Regions from separate parts of the Mus musculus genome. Here regions 2, 3, 4 and 5 are each linked to region 1. A link is a contact called in public HiChIP or PLAC-seq data. All regions are on one chromosome and are shown on one strand. Each heading gives the region's core, a stretch centred on a gene start, on an enhancer-like site or on the middle of the called end of the contact. The rest is flanking DNA. Distances are from core to core; before and after follow the strand shown.

Region 1 (2,700 bases), core at 71-2,570:
CCCATCCCTCCCATCCTTCTTTCCTGTTCTCCATCTTCTCTGCAGTAATAGTTCTATCCTTAAACATTAGCATCATTGATGCCCATAGTGTTTGCATCAGGATCAGCATCCTTCCCGTTTGTCAAAGTTTCCTCCCAGCTTTTCAAAGCAAAGAAAAGAGAAAAAACAATTCCCTCTCTACACATGCTTTTGGGGAAGAGCTTCATTCGCTGTTTTTCACTTTATCTTTGGAATTAAGCTGTGGCCACAGACCCACGCACTTCACAGAGCAGTTGACTGATGGCTACTCTCCGACGAATCTCACATTGCCATGGCAATGTCAACATTCTCTGCACTGAGCCCATCCTCGACACGTATTCCGTGTGCTTTTCTGGCGGCCATGTCCTTGTTGAGGCTTCTCTGGCTGTGATGAAACATTAGGACCAAATAGCAAGTCAGGGAGGAAAGGGTTTATTTGACTTACACTTCCACATTGTAATCCATCATCGAAAGAAGCCAGGTCAGGAACTCAAACCTAGAGTCAGGAGCTGGTGTAGAAGCCATGGAGGGGTGCTGCTTACTGGCTTGTTCCCCCTAATTTCTTATAGAGGCCAGAAGAGCCAGCCCAAGGATGACATGACCCATAATGGGCTGGGTCCTCCCCCATCAATCAATAATCTGGTTTAGAGCCTGATCTTATGGATGGCATTTTCTCCATCAGGGGTTCCTCCTTTTAGTTGACTCTAGTTTATGCCAAGTTGACATAACATTAGCCAGGGCAACCCAAGGGCAGGACGCTGGGCGATTTCTCCAAAGACACAGCACAGACCTCCCTTTCTTGAACAAGAGATCCTTCTTCCAGGAGGTTTAATTAGGTCTTGGCTCAGTGGACCCTAGTGAGTGCCCTCGCAGGAGCTGATCCTTTTCTGATGAAATGGCTTAGTCCGTCCAATCCAAACGGAGGTGTGTTCTTGTTTTATACTTGGTGTGAACGCTCTGTGACCAAGGCATAGCACTTTGGGGGAGGGGAAGGAGGCTAGCCTCAGAATAGGCACCATGTGACTCCTGGAATTCAGAGGCTCCTATTTCCGCTGCCCTTGCTGCGGATCCTGGGTGCTGGGCACTTTGTTAAGGGCTGGCGTGGCCAAGGCAGACGCTCGGCTGTCAACAGCCAACAGAGGGAGAAGCACCTTCCCCTGTTCATGCCCGAGGCTTGGCCAAGACTCCTGTAGCTGTGATGGGCTACTTCCTCCATGAAAATAAGACGGAACAATAGTGCTTTTGTGCAGCTAGGCAGCTGAGTGCAGGCCCAGTCTGGATCTAACTGGCTAGAGCTTGAGATATGGGTGAGGCGCTGCTGGTTAAGCCCCTTGTGCTGAGGCCTGAAGGATGCCAAGAGCATCCTTAGCTCAAGTGATGGGTGACCTTGGAGTTTCTCTGGGCTTCTCATCTGTGCCTTTATCCCTGGGGGATGTGCCTAGTGCCTGCTTCTCCTTCTCCAGTGTGACATCATGTCAGACTCAGGATGTGTCAAAGCCTCTGGTGAGAGGCACGGGCATCACATCACTCCAAAGCTGCCATTTCCAGGAGTGAACTGGAGCTCCTTGGCAGAGCTACCCAGCCAGCTTTCGGGATGTTTTTGTAACACGACGCCATGCTGGCCAGATCTTTGAGTTATGCACTCATACTGAGTGTGCACACCTGTTTCAACTTACACCAAAGTGTGACTAGAACAGGGGCCTGAGGATGTAACTCAGGGATACAATGCTTTCCTACCATCTTCAAGGCCCTGGGTTCAGTCTCTAACACTGAGAAAGGGGAAAGTGGGGGAGAGGGAGGGAGAGAGATAAGGAGGGAAGGAGAACGAAAGTAAGAGAAGGAAGAGGGAAATGGAAAGAGTGAAAGGGAAGAGAGGGAGGAGGAGAGGGGGGAAGGACAGAGGGAGAAAGAGAGAAGGAGGGAGAGAGGGAGGGAGAAAGAGAAGGAAAGGAAGAGGGAAATGGAAAGAATGAAAGGGGAGAAAGGGGGAGGGAGGGAGGAGAAAATATGTACAATCAATCAATATAATAGTAAAATTTAGCAGTCATTCAACCATCACTCTGGTCAAAGAAAACATCGTGGCTGGTGTCCTGTAACCCTCAAGTCACTTTCTGATCACAGTCACCTGAACACACACACACACACACACACACACACACACACACAACCTGCTCCCTTTTAGGACATCTCTCCCGTGGTCTGGTCTGACTGCATTCTTCCCACGGGTCTTAGCAACACTGTTACCTGTGCATCCTTCAATCAACAAGACAAAGCACCTTCACTGTTCTTAGCAACATTGTTACCTGTATGCGGGTCAATCAAGAAGACAGTGTGTCTGTGCTTGATTTCTAAATTCTTTCAGGAGCACCACTTGTGTGTGTGTGTGTGTGTGTGTGTGTGTGTGTGTGTGTGTGTCTGTGTGTCTGTGTGTCTGTGTCTGTGTGTGTCTCTGTATGTGTGTGTGTCTGTGTGTCTGTGTGTCTTTGTGACATTTGAAAGAATCATAACTCTTGCATGTAGCTGGAGTTCCTTTGTTTTCACGGCTGTAGACTATTCCATTACTCCGAGCTTAGACTTAAAAATGTGATAGTTAGCAACCTGGTATCCTCTGAGCCATGGGTGCCAAGAGCATCCTAGGCTATTCAGCCCTGCCTCTGCTTGCACACCACCACTTCCTCTACT
Region 2 (2,700 bases), core at 34-2,533, 400 kb after region 1:
GGCCGAGAGCGCAGCCCAGTGGTAGAGTGCTTTCCTAGCATGCCTGAGGTCTGGAGTCCCTTCTTCAGTCCCTAGCAGAAAACAAAACAAAAGCTCAAACAAGAGCTACCAAAGGGGATGAGGTGGAGAGGAACATGAAACAAAATCCCTGGACAAGCCAGGGGGTGGCTCAGTGGATAAAGGTGCTTGCCACCAAGCCAGAGGACCTGAATTCAATCCTTAGGACCCACATGGTGGAAGGCAAGACTCTCATAACTTGACCTCTGATCTTCACTCGGGTCCAGTGGTACACATACTCATGCACACATAGACAAAATTAATTGATTAATTAATTAATTGGACATTGACCTCCTGGGACATATCTGCTTGTCTCTGTCCCCAGTGCTTTTTACACTGGTGCTGGGATTTGATCTCAGGTCGTCTTACTTTTTTACTACCCCTCCACAACTCCAATATATCCAGGCAGTGCTCAGTCTTACAATCCTCCTGCCTCAGTCTCCACACCCCGATTGCTTTACCATTTTTCCCCTAAAATATCTTAAAATTATTATTTGACTTTATGTGTATGTGTATGTGTATAGATCTTCTGCCTGGGTAGCACGTGGCTACCTGGTGCTGGAGGAGGCCAGAAGAGGGCACGGCGATGTCACACATTTTAATCCCTGCACTGTCTAGGCAGAGACAGGTGTCCAAGCCCGCCAGGACTACATAAGGAGACCCTGTCATAAACAAAACAAAACAAAACCCCAAAACCAAGGGTCTAGAGAGATGACTCAGTGGTTAAGAGTGCTGGCTGCTCTCCCAGAGGACCTGGATTCACAGCACCCACACGACAGGGGACAACCATCTGTAACTCAGGTTTCAGGTGACGTTGCACCCTCTTCTGGCCCCCATGGGCACTGCATGAACACGATGCATAGTTGAACATTGAGAAAGTCAAATCTTGTGCTGCTCTAACTACGTAGTATAATTTGAGATCCAGTGTTTGGAGCCAGCAGTGCTCTTACTGCTCAGGTGGCTCTGGTCACTTGAGAGTGTTTGTGCTTCTCACCTGAATTTTTTTCTGTCTCCCAAGTCCTAGGATTAAAGATCTACCAACCTCACTGGTCTCAATCCACTCTCCCATGGTGTTGTAAAGTAGCCACCATAGCCAGGCACAGCGGTGCTCATCTGTAATCCTAGCAAGTGCGGGAGGCCAGGGAAAGGAAGTTCAAGGGCAGCCTGGATACTTAGCAGACTCTGCCCTAAAACAAAAGAACAGAGCCCTGGGGTAAAGTGTGAGCAGCTGACTTTGAATTCCCCAGAACCCACACAGCACCTGGGGTATCAGCAATCTCAGTCCCCAGGGTGAGGTGGGAGGCAGAGACAGAAGAATTCTGGGGAGCTGACAGGCCAGCTAGGCTGCAGCACAGTGGCCACCAACAAAAAGGACCTGTCTGAAACAAGGTGGCAAGAGATGACCGAATCTGAAGTGCACACGTACAGACACGTGCACACATCTACACACATAAATGCACAGGTGTGCGTGTGTGTACACACACACCACACATACACACACATTACTGCATTCTCTTTACACCAGCAGCAAGTGACTTCACATTCTGCATCAGGGTTCCCCAGCCTTCTTGTTTTGCCTTCCGTGGAGTGCAAACCCTTTAGAGTAAACAGTTCCCTTCGGTTAATGCCCTGCCATTGTTGGGTCTTCATTTCCCCCATAAACATGCAGACATGCAGGACTTTGCTCAAGTCTCCGCGCTTTTTTTTTTTTCTTTATGAACTTGTTGTGACAAACATCGAGCCCTCCTTCCTGAACCCCGCTTCCTCTTGATCCTGTCTTTGCCGGACAGCGCTTTACACAGTGTCCTTTACTTTTTTTTTTTTTTTTTTAACGACAATGCCTTTGGCGTAGTCACTGGCCATTATCTATCGTTTCTTAAGGCTTAGAAAGGTTAATGAGTTGTTCAAAGTCACACAGCCAGCTTTATCTGATCCCAGAAAAGTCTGGGACTCTTGAACAATTAGCTTTGCTTAAACCAGGAGGCGCCTGCAATTTCCTGCGGTGGAGGACAGGCAGCCACCACCGACCGACCTTGGGTCGGCAGACGACGCTGGGGCTCTGCTGCCCCCTCGTGGCCATGAGCGGCCACGTCAGCCTGCACGTTCTGAGTATGAAGAAGAAAAAAGAGTGAATTTGAACAGTTGTGTCTTGCTTCCAGAAGGCTCCACTGAGAGCACACATCAGCCGTCACAAGGTCAGCTCCAGGTCATGTGGCTCACTATAGTAAAGGTTATTTTCTCCGTTTGTTTATTTAGTTCTTTGTTTCATTGTCGTTATTTGTTGGAGACAGGGTTTCACTTTGGAGCCCAGGTCGATCTGGAAATAGGTGTGGCCCTGCCTGACCTTAAACTCTCGACAATCTCCTGCGTCAGCCTCTAAAATGTTGGAATTACAAGCTTGGATTACCCCATTCTTGCTGAGGCAGGCCGTTTTAGCTGTACTGATATTTCACTTGCAAGCCCACTGGTACAAATCGTGCACGCTACATCTGGAGTAAAACCCAGGGGCTCCCCAAATGACTGTGACTGGGCCAATTAAAAGCTTTCTTCCTAAGTTGACATTATTTATTTATCCGATGCATGGGTTTACGATGTAGGCCAGGCTGGCCTCAACCACAGAGATCTACCTGCCTCTGTCTTTCC
Region 3 (2,700 bases), core at 177-2,676, 350 kb after region 1:
TAAATACTGAGCTGTATATAGGTCGTAAGTTCTTAAGGGAGAGCTCGCAGGCCAGTGTTAGCAAATGTCTTCAAAATCTTTCATTATTTCCCAGGGCTTTGGGATCTCGGATCTGGACCTCAGATCCGGATGGCTCAAGAAGGAAGAGTTCTATCTAGTGACATATAGCAGTCTCTGGTCTCCAAAGTTGCGGGTGGAGGTGGCATTCCTGCAGGTCCCTCTCAGTCTCGGGGTTCGGACCATCCCCAGCATCTCGAATCCCCAGATGCCTCCAGCCTAAGGCTAGGGCTCACAAGAACCTCGATCAATCCAGTCTGGGGGGAACTGGAGAGAACCGGAAAGAAGAGGGGGGTGACGGCCAAGATCAGAGGGGAAGAAAGAAACCAGGGGTGGGGGGAACAGACCGAAACAGACAGACGGAAGGAGGAGCCAGTGCTCAGGGCGCCGGGCCCAGGCGTCCAAGCCGAGCTTCCCGCCGCGCCACACCCGGCCTAAGACCAGCTCCCCACCGACCCAGTGACCCATTCGGGCTTGCACAAAACCAGCGCCCTAGGAGTCCTGGCCAGACCGCTGGGGCTTGATTCATTTCTTGACTAATTATCTGGAGCTCCTTGGTTCCTTCTTTCAGGGCTCAATTAATTCCCGACGGGCGGTGGGTAAGAGGCTGTGTTGAGGAGGCACCGCCTGGAGCCCCTTTGTGAAGTGCTGTCTGGACTATATCGATTGCACACACACACACACACACACACACACACACACACACACACACACACACACACTTGTCTATACATTAAAAAAAAATCTTGAAAGATCTCCATTTCCAAAATTTAGGTTTTGTCCTCCAGCCACTTCCCTGACCGCCACCAATTTCGCAGCTCTCCTGGACCAAGCCCCAAAGCCAGTGAGATACCAACTTGGGTGTGGTTCCATTGGTAGAGTGCATGCCTAGTATGCAGGAAACTCTGGGGTTGATCAGCATGCGAATCCCTAGCACTGGGGAGATGGAATGGAGGCAGGGGGATTGGAAGTTCAAGGTTGCTGCATAGTGAGTGATTCTACAGTAATGGGGGTGGGGGTGGGGCGAGGGGGCGAGGGTAATACCCAGTCATCAACCAAGCATCCCCATTGAGATTAAAAAGGCTCAAGAAGAAACTGGCTGTGCAGCTGCGGGCTTCTAGGTGCCCCAGTGTGTCAGTAAGTTACCTGGGGCAAATGAGCTTCTCCGTGAAATTACCTGCCTTTTCCGAAGAGCAACAAAAATGCATCTGAGGTGTGAGAAAACTGTGGCCATTCCTGTTCCCGGGAGAATTTCTCAAATAATTGTCGGAAAAAAAAAAACTTATTTGAGTAAGCGACTGGGAGCTGAGATGGTCTAGAGTCTGATTGGAACCCTAGAGATTCAAGGAGGGACTCTGCCCATGTCTGGGAAGTCCGAGGACCAGGTGATACATTCAAGCCAAGCCCTCTATCCAGGATGGGAGTGGGATGTGATTTCCCAGCCTTGGCTGCCTGAAGGCTCATCAGAATGGAGCTAGACTGGACACTCAGCTTCCTGGGAGCTAGACACGAAAAGTCACCTTTTGGGTGGAACCCAGCAGGCAGCCATGAGGAAGAACTGTCAGTTTCAGTGGAGGGAGAAGATCCCAGTCTATTAAGTTGACCTCACAGTGGGGTGGGCTCTCTCCCTCATCCATCATCCTAACGAAGTATAGGGCGAAAATATAGACAAAGTCAAAGTGCCTTCCTTCCCAAAGCTGCTGGAAAGTGGCTTTCTCAGGCACCAGAAGATATCAAAATCACTCTTACCTTATCCACCAGTCTCACCCTTATTCATTCACAAACAAGCAAAAACAAACAAACAAACAAAAAAAAACAAAACACACACACACATACACATAAACCAACTTCTCATGTGTTTCCTGGAAAAAAAAAATTAAAGGAGAGTTAGTCTATCCAGCCAATCAACAAACACTCAAGGCTCACGTTACCTGGAAAGCGGTCTAAGGCATTGGGACACTGATGGGGAGTGGGACTGACAGGGAGTGGGGAAAAGGATTATGGGATTCCTTGGCGGGTGCTATTTCAACAGCGGTGCTGTGGAGTGAGCCTCCTTAGAGGTTTGGGAGGAGGTCTCAATCCACTCAGAAGCAAAGAGCTCACACTGAGTGGAAGCAGTTAGATCTCAATTCTGGAAGCTAGCAGTTCTGGAGAAGTACGAATGGTGATGCCTGCCAGTGCCCTTCACCCTGTGGGGACCTGGCTGTTGGACCTAGTTTCCGAAGTTCCCAGCAGCTAACCTTCCTAGGACTGAAAACCTGCGTAGCGTCACCTTGCCACTGTCTAGTGCTACCTTTTTTAAGACCTTGGAGTTAACTGTCTCCTTCCACCCCCTGCTTCCTAGATCTTCTGTTTTCTTGTCTTCAAAATGGGCTAAAATGTATTCTTTTTTAACCCCAGCAAAGAAAACTCAGGACGGCCAACCTGGAAGGAACCCTTCCTCCCATGAGCTTCCAGAATGGTGTGCAGTGTTCGGGAGTTAGAATGTACTCAGCAAACACTTGTGGAAACCCGGGTTTTCCAGCACTTACACCAAGCTTCATTTCTATCATCTCAAAATAGGTTTGTTTTTCCTGGACTTGTTTTGCACATTAGAATCCATTTGGAGAAGCACTAATTCCCTTAAAATGTATTTTTGGAACT
Region 4 (2,700 bases), core at 141-2,640, 380 kb after region 1:
TCAGCCTGGGGCTTGCCTAGGTTAAATTTAACTTTAGCACACACACACCCCACTCCCCACTTCCCACTTCCCACTCGTAGCGCCTGGTCTTAGCCTGCTTATTTTAAATGGGAAGGCTGAAGGAAGTAGGTGTGTTCGGGCACTGTATAATTAGTTGATTAATCAGTTATATTAACTTATCAGCCGAATGATTATGAGCAGTCATTATCACCCTCAATGAGTTCTCTGTTAATTTCCTGTTGGGAGGGTCACCCTCTCTAGGCTATCCCAGGCAATAAAAAGCAACTACTTTTCATAAAACAAAATTACTTCTCACTAGAGGCCAGGGTGGAAGGTATAGGAAACTGTAGGGGAGGCCCTTTTGTGGGGAGATTTCTGGGGTCCCGGCTTGGGACTGGGTGGAGTGGGGGGGATGTGGCTTCAATGTTCACCATACTGTCAAGGTTAGCCAGGTTTCCTCTGCTCCATGCCCCCTCCAACCCTCTCAGGACATTCTAGTTTTCTGTTTGATGGTATCTTGTTTGATGACAGCCTTTTCTCCTGCATCCCACGTGGACCCCTCTCCCCACCAAATCTCAGTGCTCTTGCGTCAGACTCTTCCAAGTTCTGGGATCCCAAACTTTCTCCACTAAGACATACATGAGGGGTGGGGTGGGGTGGGGTTGGCTTTTGGGAAATACCTGTGTGGATGTTGGAGGAAGGCTACTCTGGGGCCTGGGGGAACACCTGTATAGAAGTCAGAGCAAAGATGAGAAAAAACAAAAACGCAGGAACACTTTCAGTGATATGTAATTGGCTCCCCCCCCCCCAAGCCAAGCCTGCACAGAGGACCTCGAATTAGGAAGAAGGTAGAGGCTAGCCTGGGTGTGTTTTCTACCTTTCTCCACTACTGTGTAATTTTTGACTTATCATAAAAAAAAAAAATCCATGACCATCTAAAGAAACGCTCAGGAAACAAAGGGGACATCTATGGTCCGTTTTTCTTTATTTCCTTCTGATTACTGGGGAGGAAGGCCTCTTCGCTACCCCACGAGTAAGCTCAGCCCGGCTGTATCCTGCTCAGCCCCAAGATTTGTTTCAAAAATACCATCCATGAAATCGGAAGCTGCCTGCTTGACTCAAGAGACTCCAGCCTGCCCACCAGACACCACCCATTTCTCAAGACAAATGCCACACCAACCTCTCTTCCACTCCGAGCCTGCCCCCAGGATTTTCTTGAAGGCAGGTCATAAAGTGTAGGTAGGTGTCTGCCTCTCCAGATGATGAGGATACAGGTCCTTTGCTCTGTCTTTAAACAGGACCACTTTGGAGATGACTGGAATGGGAGCGGCACCCTCCTGGCGCTTCTCGATTTCTTCAGGTTAAAACAGGACCGGGCAACCGACAACTGCACTCTACCTGAGCTGCTTCTGGGTTCTTCCCTTGGGAAAAAGCTATGAGCAGTTGCGGCCAGCGTGAGTCAGGCGCCCATGGCTTCGCTAAGCCGCTCCTTTGCTGCCATCTGCTGGTTGCACCGGAGAAGTTCACGGAGATTTTTCGAATGCAGAGAACAAGTCTCTTAAAAATAAGAAAGAGGGCTGGGGGTGGATGGTAGAGCTTGCCCCTAGATTCTATGCCAAGTTGCACAAAAATAAAGTAAGGGAAGGAGGGAAACATGGTACTGAGGCACAAAGATACGATGTAGAATAAAAACAACAGGACCTGTTTTTGTACCTTGCTACAATATTGCTTTGGTACCTTGATCAAGTTGTGTAACATCTCTTATGCCATGAGGTGAGTGTATAGTGCCGGCAGAGCAAGCTTGGCAGCTGAGTGTGAACCTCAGAAGACACGTTTTTAAAAGTCGGATGTGGAGGAATGTATCTGAGCTCACAGCACTCCTACGGGGAGATGGGGCGTGGGAGTGGAGGTCAGAACTGAAAGTCACAGTCTGGCCAGCCTGGGGTACTTCATAAGCTGCAAGGAGACTCAAACTCCCAGAATCTGTCCTCTGAGCTATATCCACATGCTTACACTCACATACATTGTATACATACTTGTTAATTAAATTATTCTATTAATTATTTTTATTATGATTAATTGATTTAGTTATTAATTTTGTCATTTAATTATTTTTATCGATTTATTAGATAATTAAAATACTCCAAGGACCAGCATGTAACTTGATGGCAGAGAATTTTTGGAGCTTGTGTGAGGATGAAGATGACGGTCTTGTAGGATGAATGATGCCCAGGTTGTACCTTTCTGCTCATTGTCTCTAAGCTGTCCTTGGACCACTGGGTTCCTGTGGATGTCTCTAAATGATTATCCTTGACTCCCTCTTTCACAATCCTCGTATCTGGAGCTCATCAAATTCACTGTCTGCTTCACCTCAAACTTACCAGTTATCCAATAGTGGGAATGATCCCAAAGTCCTGCTCGGAAGCACGTTTCAAAAAGTCCTATGATCATAGAACAGCATCATCTTCAGTGGCCTCCTCGGACAGGAGTGACCTGGCCTCTCCTTTCTCAACTGCACGCCACCCGACTCTTCAGAAGCAAGCTATTTCAAGGCCAAATTGTCACCTTCCTTCTCCCAGTGCTCCCTCAGCCTAGGTTTCAAACTTGGGCACTGGTGACAACTGGCTGGTTCTATGAGCTCAGGGATGTCCTGTCTATGAATTCAGGAAGGGGTAGTGCCATTTAGCTCTGGTATCTGCC
Region 5 (2,700 bases), core at 11-2,510, 270 kb after region 1:
GAAGGTAGAGGTGGGAGGATCACGACTTTGAGTCTGTGGTAAGGTGAAGGCCAACCTATGCTATATGAGACACTATGATATTTTAAGAGAGAGAGAGAGAAAGAGAGAACAACTCAGCATAGAGATTGGAATATGCTAACAGACAACGGGTAATGGAGACAGGCAGCACACAAAGTAATGGAGAGTGGTCCCAGAGTCTCCACCTAGAGCCAAGCCCAGACTCCTCTGTCCCTAGTTTCCCAGGCACAGGGGCCTAGGTAAATTTGTCTTCTGTTCAACTGCCTCATAGACCTCTTTCCACTCTGCTACTGTACCCGGGTCCATCAAGCTCTGGGAGAGAGCACCTCCCTAACCCTAGGCCAGGAAGATCAGAAGCTAAAACTCAAAGCGAGGAGGTGGGTGTGGTGGCACATGACTGCCATTCCAACACTTGGGAGGCTGGGGCAGGAGGATTTCTGTGAGTTCAAGGCAAGTCTGGACTACACTGTGAGTTCTGTCAGAATGGCATAGAAAGACTCTCAAAAATAAATAGATAAATAAATAAATAAATAAATAAATAAATAAATAAATAAATGGTGGGGGTGGGAGGAGGATTAGAAGTTGAAGGCCAGCATTGACTACATAGCAATTTGGATGGAGTCCAGCCTGGGCTATAAAGTGCAAAGCCCAGTTGTTACAAAGAGTACTTGATGGTAGCAACACTGGTTGGTTAAAAGCCATCAAGCCATAAATTGAGCCATCTTGAGACAGACTGGGTTCAAAATCTTCAGTTGCTATTGTTAGAAATTTCAGTCAGGTTGCCACTGGTTCTCCAGGGTCACAAGTTACTTAGCATGGCTAATCTCTGACAGAAGGCCACTCCTAGGAGAAGTCCTGACACACCCTATGGGACACCTTTGCAGACAGGGCAGGGCAGGCTTCCAAGGTGCCTTTTTGACAACTTGGAGCGATGGAGATTGAACCAAAATGCAAAGCAGACAGGTACTTGGAATCAAATGGCTTAACAATGGTGTTTTTCCTAAAGCCTAAGCCAGTTTATCTCCAAGCAGAGGGAGTTTTCTAAAGTCAGAAGATGGAGATAATACACAAAGCCCTTAATGCGGAAGTCTAAACAACCCACCCCATCATTATCTCTTCCAGAACAATCACAGCCCAGAGTCTACCTGGTTTATTGTTGCAGCCAAACGGAAGGGAGGGTCGGGGGTGTAGCTCAATGGTTGAACACTTGCCCAGCTTGGTTGAAGATCTTTGGGTCTTCACTGTAATAAGGAAAAGAAAGCAACAGATACAAGTTTTATCCTAGATGGCTCTTCAACGCATCACCTTGAAATAAAGTAAAATCGTGGGGCTATATAGGATTCTGTTTCTGCCTCGGTTTTAGAATAGGCAAAGCTAACAGACTGGGTGGAGGGACAGCCTGCCCTGGTGGCTGAGGGGCAGGAAGAAAGGAGGCGAGAATGTTATCTCTTCTGATAAGGGCTCTAGCTACAGCCCTGCGTGCACTTGTCAATATTTAGAGAATGGTGCCCTTAAGCTTTAAGCATTTCTCTGTGTGTAAATTTCCTCTCAGAAAACAAGCAAACCTTGAACTCTAGCTAGCGATGTGCATTGCTGAAGTGCTGGAGGGTGAGGAAGCCAATGCTCAAACCTGACCAAATGCCAAAAGAAAAAAAAAAAAGAAAAGAAAGAAAAACAAACCCTCAGATGAATAAATGGATGGTAAAGCCATATACAACTGACAAAAATCTAAGGAATCTATATTGTGGGCAAACGAATGGTCACAGCACAATTTGGTGTTGTTTTTTTAAAAAATCATTATTATTACATGTATTGATTGATTGGGCCAAGGCACACATGGGGAGATCAGAGGACAACCTACTGGAGTTGGCCCTCTCTTTCTACTGTGTGGATCCTAGAGATCAAAGTCAGGACATCAAGCTTAGCCACAAGCACCTTTTACCCACTGAGCCATCTGGTCGACCCACAATTTATTTATTTGTGTACACACAGACACACCTATATTTTTAACTCATTAACTTTGCTCCTTGACAGTTTTTGTATGTATGTAATGTATGCTAGCTTCTGGCCACTGTCACCCTCCCACGCTTTTAGTCCCCTTCCCCTTTGTCACACACCACACACACACACACACACACACACACACACTCACACACAAATCCTTTTGTGTTTGGGTGTGTGGCTGTGGGTTTGGTGCTAATGCATGGTGGCTGGTGGGTTCAGCTGAAGACCATGTGTGTACCCATCAATCAACCACAGTTCAGCAGAGCCAAGGTCCCTCATCCTGCTATTCAACCCAAGACTGATAAGAGCAACAGGCCCGAGGCTTGCCCAAACATTTTTTTTTTTTTCGGTTTTTCGAGACAGGGTTTCTCTGTATAGCCCTGGCTGTCCTGGAACTCTGTAGACCAGACTGGTCTCAAACTCAGAAATCTGCCTGCCTCTGCCTCTTAAGTGCTAGGATTAAAGGTGTGCGCCATTACCACCCAGCTTTCTTTCTTTCTTTTTTTTTTTTTTTTTGGTTTTTTGAGACAGGGTTTCTCTATAGCCCTAGCTGTCCTGGAACTCACTTTGTAGACCAGGCTGGCCTCGAACTCAGAAATCCACCTGCCTCTGCCTCCCGAGTGCTGGGATTAAAGGTGTGAGCCACCACGCCTGGCTTTTTTTTTTTTTTTTAACTTT

Evidence for each region. HiChIP or PLAC-seq counts read pairs in DNA pulled down with a chosen protein or histone mark.
Region 2: an H3K27ac HiChIP or PLAC-seq map of embryonic stem cells shows a contact between it and region 1, with 9 read pairs. The contact joins two enhancer-like sites. A contact is called at or near these places in 2 of 15 datasets of contacts at CTCF or cohesin (embryonic stem cells and stem cell-derived epiblast-like cells), 3 of 484 Hi-C or Micro-C datasets (embryonic stem cells and stem cell-derived epiblast-like cells), 9 of 115 datasets of contacts at active chromatin or transcription factors (astrocytes, embryonic stem cells and stem cell-derived neural progenitor cells) and 1 of 9 other capture datasets (embryonic stem cells).
Region 3: an H3K4me3 HiChIP or PLAC-seq map of embryonic stem cells shows a contact between it and region 1, with 26 read pairs. The contact joins two enhancer-like sites. A contact is called at or near these places in 12 of 39 promoter capture datasets (the 3T3-L1 cell line, 3T3-L1-derived adipocytes, the HPC-7 cell line and 7 more), 6 of 484 Hi-C or Micro-C datasets (the C2C12 cell line, cranial neural crest, embryonic fibroblasts and 2 more), 8 of 115 datasets of contacts at active chromatin or transcription factors (craniofacial prominence, embryonic limb bud, embryonic stem cells and 1 more) and 1 of 9 other capture datasets (embryonic tail).
Region 4: a contact with region 1 is called in an H3K27ac HiChIP or PLAC-seq map of embryonic stem cells, with 17 read pairs. The contact joins the promoter of Tbx3os2 here to the enhancer-like site in region 1. A contact is called at or near these places in 1 of 39 promoter capture datasets (embryonic stem cells), 4 of 15 datasets of contacts at CTCF or cohesin (embryonic stem cells and pro-B cells), 50 of 484 Hi-C or Micro-C datasets (differentiating embryonic stem cells, embryonic limb bud, embryonic stem cells and 14 more), 20 of 115 datasets of contacts at active chromatin or transcription factors (craniofacial prominence, embryonic forebrain, embryonic limb bud and 4 more) and 1 of 9 other capture datasets (embryonic stem cells).
Region 5: a contact with region 1 is called in an H3K27ac HiChIP or PLAC-seq map of embryonic stem cells, with 11 read pairs. The contact joins the promoter of AW549542 here to the enhancer-like site in region 1. A contact is called at or near these places in 1 of 15 datasets of contacts at CTCF or cohesin (embryonic stem cells), 16 of 484 Hi-C or Micro-C datasets (LSK cells, embryonic stem cells, liver and 1 more), 5 of 115 datasets of contacts at active chromatin or transcription factors (all in embryonic stem cells) and 1 of 9 other capture datasets (embryonic stem cells).

The regions. Positions count from the first base shown.
Region 1 is chr5:119,309,106-119,311,805 of GRCm38.p6, forward strand. No RefSeq gene overlaps it. Among named protein-coding and RNA genes, the nearest start is that of Gm31190, 10 kb to the left of the region's middle. Within about 2 kb of position 1,321, at least 22 of the 459 cell types and tissues checked have an H3K27ac peak or open chromatin away from gene starts, as enhancers often do. A contact at or near this core is called in embryonic stem cells and induced pluripotent stem cells, where this site is marked.
Region 2 is chr5:119,710,943-119,713,642 of GRCm38.p6, forward strand. No RefSeq gene overlaps it. Among named protein-coding and RNA genes, the nearest start is that of Tbx3os2, 21 kb to the left of the region's middle. Within about 2 kb of position 1,284, at least 10 of the 459 cell types and tissues checked have an H3K27ac peak or open chromatin away from gene starts, as enhancers often do. A contact at or near this core is called in embryonic stem cells, where this site is marked.
Region 3 is chr5:119,656,560-119,659,259 of GRCm38.p6, forward strand. All of the region lies in intron 1 of Tbx3os1 (T-box 3, opposite strand 1), which reads right to left. It overlaps Gm16064 (a long non-coding RNA gene), which reads left to right. Exons shown (of 2, transcript XR_878735.2): 2 at 2,458-2,700. Among named protein-coding and RNA genes, the nearest start is that of Gm16064, 12 kb to the left of the region's middle. Within about 2 kb of position 1,427, at least 6 of the 459 cell types and tissues checked have an H3K27ac peak or open chromatin away from gene starts, as enhancers often do. A contact at or near this core is called in embryonic stem cells, where this site is marked.
Region 4 is chr5:119,689,828-119,692,527 of GRCm38.p6, forward strand. It overlaps Tbx3os2 (T-box 3, opposite strand 2), which reads right to left and starts at 1,391. Exons shown (of 3, transcript NR_040416.1): 1 at 1,181-1,391.
Region 5 is chr5:119,579,098-119,581,797 of GRCm38.p6, forward strand. It overlaps AW549542 (expressed sequence AW549542), which reads right to left and starts at 1,261. Exons shown (of 5, transcript NR_045702.1): 1 at 1,164-1,261.